2 separate regions of the Mus musculus genome follow, and region 2 is linked to region 1. A link is a contact called in public HiChIP or PLAC-seq data. All regions are on one chromosome and are shown on one strand. The core of a region is the stretch at or near the end of the contact, and the rest is flanking DNA. Distances in the headings are between cores, read along the strand shown. Region 1 overlaps Fhl2 (four and a half LIM domains 2). Region 2 has its middle 49 kb from the start of Nck2.

The links. HiChIP or PLAC-seq counts read pairs in DNA pulled down with a chosen protein or histone mark.
Region 2: a contact with region 1 is called in a FOXA1 HiChIP or PLAC-seq map of pancreatic cancer cells. The contact joins two enhancer-like sites. A contact is called at or near these places in 2 of 484 Hi-C or Micro-C datasets (embryonic stem cells and nephron progenitors) and 1 of 115 datasets of contacts at active chromatin or transcription factors (pancreatic cancer cells).

The regions. Positions count from the first base shown.
Region 1 is chr1:43,140,327-43,144,019 of GRCm38.p6, forward strand. It overlaps Fhl2 (four and a half LIM domains 2), which reads right to left. Exons shown (of 6, transcript NM_010212.4): 3 at 1,372-1,546. Among named protein-coding and RNA genes, the nearest start is that of Fhl2, 22 kb to the right of the region's middle. Within about 2 kb of position 1,590, at least 51 of the 459 cell types and tissues checked have an H3K27ac peak or open chromatin away from gene starts, as enhancers often do. A contact at or near this core is called in pancreatic cancer cells, where this site is marked.
Region 2 is chr1:43,394,626-43,398,318 of GRCm38.p6, forward strand. No RefSeq gene overlaps it. Among named protein-coding and RNA genes, the nearest start is that of Nck2, 49 kb to the right of the region's middle. Within about 2 kb of position 2,031, at least 23 of the 459 cell types and tissues checked have an H3K27ac peak or open chromatin away from gene starts, as enhancers often do. A contact at or near this core is called in pancreatic cancer cells, where this site is marked.

The DNA.
Region 1 (3,693 bases), core at 340-2,839:
ACAGTGGGCATGGAGCTACAGCAGTCCTCCCTATACTTTTATTAACTCACTTGACTGGCCTCTAAGTCACAGAGATCTGCCTGCCTCTATGTCTGGCATACTGAGACTAAAGGTGTACCCCGCCATACCTGGTCTATCACTCACTTTTTTTGTTTTGTTTTGTTTTGGTTTGGTTTTTTGGTTTTTCGAGACAGGGTTTCTCTGTATAGTTCTGGCTGTCCTGGAACTCACTCTGTAGACCAGGCTGGCCTCAAACTCTGCCTCTCAAGTGCTGGGATTAAAGGCATGCACTACCACGCCCCGATATCACTCACTTTTTACAAATAAGAGATTCCTTTGTCCTATATAAAGTCAAGATGAGAGGAGAGACAGGGAGAGACAGAGAAACAGAGAGAGACATAGACAGACAGAGAGACACAGAGAGAGAGAGACAGAGAGAGACAGGGGGGGACTCATCTTCTTCAGGTAAAAAAAGAGACATAGTATCATTGCGTATAGTTCTTAACCCAGTTGTGGTTCTGTCCTTTTTTGATGTCTGTCTATCTAGGACATAACGTCATGAGGTCAGGCAGAGGGTGAAGCTAAGCAACATGCAACTCCTGGCCCATCCTGGCACACCAGAGCACAAATCATAGTTGTTGAAATAACCGAGTGTAAATTCAGCAAGCAGAGCAGATCAAGAAAGCACGTGTACTGGGAGAAGCGAGCGAGGCAGGGGAAGAGACGCATTTCCAGGGAATTGCTGGCATTCCTTTTCTGGCTAGTTCTCTCTAGCCACAAGCTGCTGTATATCTTTGGCCAACCAACCGCAGATCAAGAGTCCCCAAAGAAAATAATTATATCCACTAGAGAACGTATACAGACGTCTGTCATTACACCACACAGCATAACAGTGTTCATACACCACTTGCAGATTATTTTAAATATTTGTGGAAATGTTTTATATAAGAAGGAGGCATTCTGCATAGGGTGCTTGAGAACCTGTGGGTGTTGGTAGCTGAACCCAATTCCTGAGATATCAAAGGCTGACCGAACAGGAATTCCACTTCTCTTAATGATACACCTCACTCCTCTCCCACCCCCCACCTTTTGAGGGGTAGGGGTTGAGACAGGCCTTGGATGTCCTGGAACTTGCTCTGTAGACCAAACTCTGCCTGCTTCTGCCTACCAAGTGCTGGGATCAAAGGCGTGCGACATCCTCTCCCAGTCACACCCCTGCATCTGAGATCGATTAACATATCCTGTGTTCAGGGCCCAGCACTGAAGTATCAACACCAGTGTCTGTCTCTGGACAACTGAGAGTCCCACCCCACAGTCCATCGCTGACCTGGCTCAGTGCCACATGCGAATGATAAAGGCATGCGTTCTGACCTGGCATGATGGTTTTCTTGCATTCCTGGCACTTGGACGAGTATTCATTGGAATAGCAGTCGGTGCACAGCAGCTGTTCCTCCTTGGCAGCAAAGGGCTTGTCCACCAGCGAGCTTCCACACCGGGAGCAATGGAAGCAGCCTTCATGCCAGTGCCGATCCTTGTAGGACAAGTCCTAGAGAGGCAGACACACAAATCGTCAGAGGCGGGACAGGAGAGGTGACACTACTGTCTGACTCAGAGCACAGGGGCCTTGGTGCACTACATTGCTGGAGTGGGTGGGTAAGAGAGGGAGGGGGAGGGCGAGGAAGGACGGCAGATTTGCCTGTGGACAAGCCTGTGCTGTATTTTCTTGATTGGTGATTGATATGGGAGAGACCAACTTACTATGGGCTGGTGGTCCTGTGTGCTATTTAAAAAGCAGGCTAAGCAAGCCACGCGGAAGTGACAAGCCAGCAATCAGCTCTTCTCCTCTGCCTCTGTATCTGTTACTGCCTCCCTGTTCCTGCTCTGACCTCCTTTAGTGATGGAGTGTGGGCTGAGAGTTGTAAGCTGAAACAAGCCTCTCCTTTGGATGTCTCTTTTGGTCTTGCTGTTTTCTCACAGCATGAGAAACCCTAACTTAGACACTGAACTAGGAGGCCTTGTTTCTGAGAGGTTCACGTTCCTCTGAACCCAGTTCTCTCCATGTCAGTGGGTTGGTCCTTTGAAGAGATGGATCAGAGACATGGCTGACACACATGCTGGACTCCCGTAAGTCTAAGTATGATGAGAGTAGGCAGTGAGAGAGCAGAAACCTAAACCTGTCTTTTGAAGGTTAAATACTGAAAGTAATTTTAGAAGAAAAAAAAATTTGGTGGGGAGATCATATGTACTTCGTTGTATATTTTGATAAGTGAAATGCAATATAATCTGCTTTAATTTGAGACCACCTGTCGGTGTGTTAAGTCACTACAAACTGCTAAGCTCATGCAATGTGTACATTATCATTATATGATATGTCATATACATATATTGGTATCATTTGGGATTAGGTATAACCTGGACTCTTTCCATACATATTCCCCATTTTTAAACTTAAACCCCTTATGGGGCCCAAGTAGCAGACAAAATAAAACAAACAGAAAATAAACGGCAGATATTTGCACGGTGAATGATGGTAATTAGGACCATGTTGTAAGCTCACGATACTGCATAGCCCTGAAATATAGTTAGTACTGAAGCTCAGAGACACTTCTAAGCTTCTCCACAGTCACACAGCTGGCATGTACCCAAGTCAGGCTGTGGTATGGTTTCCACTCACTGAACCATACCAGATGGGCGTTGAAAAGGGCCAGCTTTTTCAGAAGTTAGCTGGCCTTCCGCTGTAATACGTCATCCCACTAATGAGGGTTTTCGGTGGAAAGGCTACAGATTGCTTTCCACGGCCACCCACCATTGGACAGAAGTGAAAGAGAGAAGTCAGAAGCCTTTCTTGTAAGGTGGCCTACTGTCACCTGGCAGCAACTCTGCTCAGGGAGTGGGCACTGCACACACCAAGGGGTCACTTTTAGCTAGCAAGGAGAAAAGCTGCACAATTTTGTTACTTTTCGCTGTGACAGAACACCACAATCAAGATAACATAAAGTATTTAATTGGGCTTAAAGTTTTGGGGGATTAGAAGCCATGATGGTAGAGCAAATGCATGGCGATGAGAAGAGCTCAGCTCTCACATCTCAGAACTGTAGGCTGGAGGCAGAGAGTGTGCCACCAGATGTCACCAGTCCCACACAGACTATCGAGAAGGACAGAGTCCTTTGCATTGGTGTTATGAGACATTTGCAGAGAAACCAGCTGAATGCTCTAATTGGTCTAAGGTTTTACGGAAACTCAGAACATTTCTACAACAAAAACACAGCTGTGGTTAAAGACTGCCTAGCTGACAGTCATTTGACACTTGAAAGTTTGACCTTAAATATGAACACTGTCATGTCCTCTAGATGGACATGGCCCATCCCACTCAGAGAGCCAAGTCAGGCATGCAGAGATCACAGAAAGTCTATGAAGAGTCAGACAGAGCCATCCCTGCTGTCCTCTCGTGAACGTGGCTCTCAGTGCACGTTTCCTGAGGCCTTCCGAACTCACCTGTCTCTCTTGTGCATGCACACACTCAACATAGATAACATAGTACATATTGATCATTCTTAAACCTTTCTGACAGAAATTGAGAACACTAGGCTGATTCTATGACAGGCTTCAAACTAGCAGTAAAGGAGACTAGTCATACATATTTGTTTCCAAGAAATGGGCAAGTCCAGGCAAGTCCAGGCCTCAGAAGCTGCC
Region 2 (3,693 bases), core at 781-3,280, 250 kb after region 1:
GCCCTATCTGCTCAGAGGAGAAGGGAAGGGGGATGGGGGAAGGATGCTAGGAGGGGATGACCAGGAGAGGGACAGTGAATGGGATGTAAAGTGAATAAGTAAAAAAGAAGAAGCCACTGCCCTGTTTCCACACTCAAATTTGCTCAAAAACTGAGCTCTCTCCAGGCCAAAGTTTCCTCTTTGAACATTGCTTCTTTGTGAATTTCCCATCATTGCACCCCAATCCCACTCATCTCCTTGTCCCTCCATATCTGTCCTCTACCCTTGCAAACTAAGGAAAATGAAAAATAAAAATAGACAATACAAAACAGCAACAGCAGCAACAACAATAACAACCCAACATTCCAAGACAAAGCTCCTTGCCATGGTTCATTGCATCAAACGTTCTTCCATAAAGATGGCGCCATTAATCTTTACTCTTCAGTAGTGGCCACACCAGCTCGTCTGAGTCTTCTGAGGTTCGTAACCATTCTCCTCTTAATCATTTTTCTGCTGAGAAAAAAAAAAAAAAGAAAAGAGCAGACCTGGAATCTTAGAGTGGGCAGAACTGTAGCTCATTTCCCAGAGTAACTTGGAGCCCACTATCCCTGCTGCTGACCTGGAACTCAGAGGACAACAACAGGTGTGGGGCTCCATGACCCCATGCTCTGGCAGAACTCCATACTGCACCAGTGCTGGGCTCTGCTAGTCAGAACTTCCTTTTGGTTTTTCTCTAGACATCAGACACAATTCAGTCCCAAATACTCAGATAGTGTAGACTCTGCCCCCTAAACAAGTGTTTTTATTTTACCCATTCCTTGGCATCTGCTCTTTCTAGCTGTTTTGGGTTCTGCCTGGCCTCCTCTCTGAATGCAGGTGCTAATATATCAGCCCCTATCTATCGTTACACTTGGCAGAACATCTTTTCTTCATATTGGGTAGTAGATTTGGAGCTTGGCTATGCATCTGATTTTGATGAGAGTATCTTGGAAACGATAGACCCAACACTGGGAAGTAAACAATTTTGGATTCACACAATTTAGTCCCTCCTTACTTTCTAGAGTTAACTCCTACCAAAGTCCCTGTGCTTTGAAGCTTTGAGGTGCACAGGTTGTCAGGATCACAGATCAAAGAGCCACCAGAAAAAGAATTTCCCTGCAGACACCTACAGGCTTCAGACATTTTTGTGAGAGGCTGTGTCCTAGAGCATCTTTATGAGGATGAAATTTGAACCCCTACCCACTCCTCTTTAACATTCATTCTTGGCCCTGGGTGATACATAGAGAAGTGGAGATTTGGCCACTATCCAGCTGATTCGATTAATACAGATTACCTGAATAATTTAGGCAGCAGAATAGATGTTTTTAGACACCAACCCACACTACCTTGTTAGTTGTGCAGACTTATTAAGCTAAATGGAATGGTGCCAATACTCCATTTATGTTATGCTATGATATCATAGTGCACAGGATTGGCCAAACTCAGGTTACTTGTGGTTTACACAAAGACTGAGTAAGAGTCTGGGAGTTCTTTTAAACCCACAATTAAAATCAGGAGAGTTTTCTTTATTTCAGATTTTCTATATCCCTATATGTGTGACAGAGATTTTCAAACTGAGTCTCACTCTTGAAATCCTTCCTGTTAATGGAATTTTAGGGAAAAGACAAACAGGTTGGGAGATCTTGGCTCCTCTTGGCCACACAAAAAAACAGCGTCCTATCTCACTGTAATACAAATGTTGAAATGCACCAATCTGTAGAAAATGTGTCACTAACCAAATGCCAGAGTGCAATTTGCCACTGACCCAACCCAACCATGCAGCTTGTGTGGATCATGGAGAACAAGAAAGAAAACAGATGACACCATCAACTGAAGTCACTCAGGAAGGTCACTTCATGAAAAGACTCTTTTGATGATAGGGCACAGGGGCAGGAGAGTGACTGCTGTTGTTCAAAGGGTTCAGGCTGCAACAGTGGCTACCCCAAAGCCTGGGATTAGCATGAATGTGGAAAGAGGAGAATTGCTAGAGGAGGCCACTTTGAGAGAAGCCATGTGGTTGAAGAGAATTGGGAGTAAATGCCATTTCCCCCTCCTTCCCGTCTCCTGCTGTGCTCTCCACTGACTGAGCGAGGCCACATTCCAGGGAGAACAAAGTCACTGAGTCTGCACAGTCAAGTTTCACAAGGAAGCTCGCAGAGTAGCTGTCCAGAAAGGACAGACCAGTCTCTGTCTGAACTGTGACTTGTTCTTCCTTTTCTCTACCCTGACAGAGCCACACAAAGATCTATAGTACGAAGTTATTTCTACGATGTCCTAAGAAGCTTTCCTACACCCATCTTTCTATCACACCATTGCAAAATTAATTGTCCTCCAGCATGGCAGAAGGACCAGGTTGCAAAGCTTTCCTCATGACACCTGATCCTGTAGAACATCCCCACCAAAACAATACACTATTCTTTACAAGCATACTTACTCTTACTGGAAGGCAACTTCAGTTCTGTAGACCTTGAAAATTTGACAAGTCCTCCAAAATTGATCTAAAATCCGCTTTAGAAATTTCTGCTCATTAATTTTAGTTACAAGGTTGCAGGGAAAGTCCAATGTCCTCTACATCTTAATAGCCAGGTATCTCCTGGCTAGCTGCCTGGATACTCTCTGGCCTGCCCTTCTGTTGCGTGACTCCAGTTGGTGGATGCAACAGCTTTGCACTTTGCAAATGGGCCAGCTGACTCCCTGTGGCTTTTATTTGATGCTCTTGGCATACAGAAAGCCCATAACAGGTATCATTAATGAATGAATACATCCTGCCAGTGGTTTCCTCTTGGTGGTAGCCTCCTATTTCAATTATTGAAGAAGCTAAATAATATGAAGCTGCAACCCAAGGCTCCTTCTTCGTTATTAAAAGCCAAGGTTTGTTATCTTTAGTGTTATCCTGGACTCCAGGGAATGAACTTTTAATTTTTTTTCAAATCAAATAGAAGGCTCAAAAATACTGCAAGTGTAAAAGCCAGACTGATGGTTTATATGGCCAAAATTTATTGTGTTGCTGTTTTAGTGGCTTTCGAGACCTGGATCATAACTTCAAAATGATTGGTATCTCTGGGGCTATACTGTTTACGTTCCTCGTGGCAGTGACAAACTGCCACACATGGCAAAACAAACCAAGGAAAGAAGGGTTGATCATGTCTCCCAGTCTGTGAGTACAGTCCATCATGAGTGAGGGAGCTGGGATAACTGCAGGATGAAGCAGCTGGTCATGTGAACTCCCCAGAAGACAGCAGAGAGATGGACACACTGGCCAGCTCTCTTTTTCCTTTCTATTCAGGTTGAGACCTTAGTTTATGGAATGGTACCCACATTCAAGGTCAGTCTTCTCTGACTAGTTATATCTTTTTGGAAAGTCCCTGATGCTTGTGTTGTAGATGCCTAGTGGATAGTCAAGGTTAGCCATCATAGAAGCCTCTCTCTCCACTAGTGTTTGGTGGCCATCTTCTTCCTGTGCTTGTCTGTGCTCCAATTTCCTCATCTTATAAAGACAATGGTCACATTGTAGACTCATATTAAAGAACACATCCTATGCTAGACATGGTGGTGCACACCTTTATAATCCCAGTGCTTGTGAGGCAGAGGCAGGCTGAGCTCCGTGAGTTGGAGGCCAGCCTGGTCTATGTAGTGAGGTTGAGGCCAAACAGAGCTATAGAGTGAGAATGTATT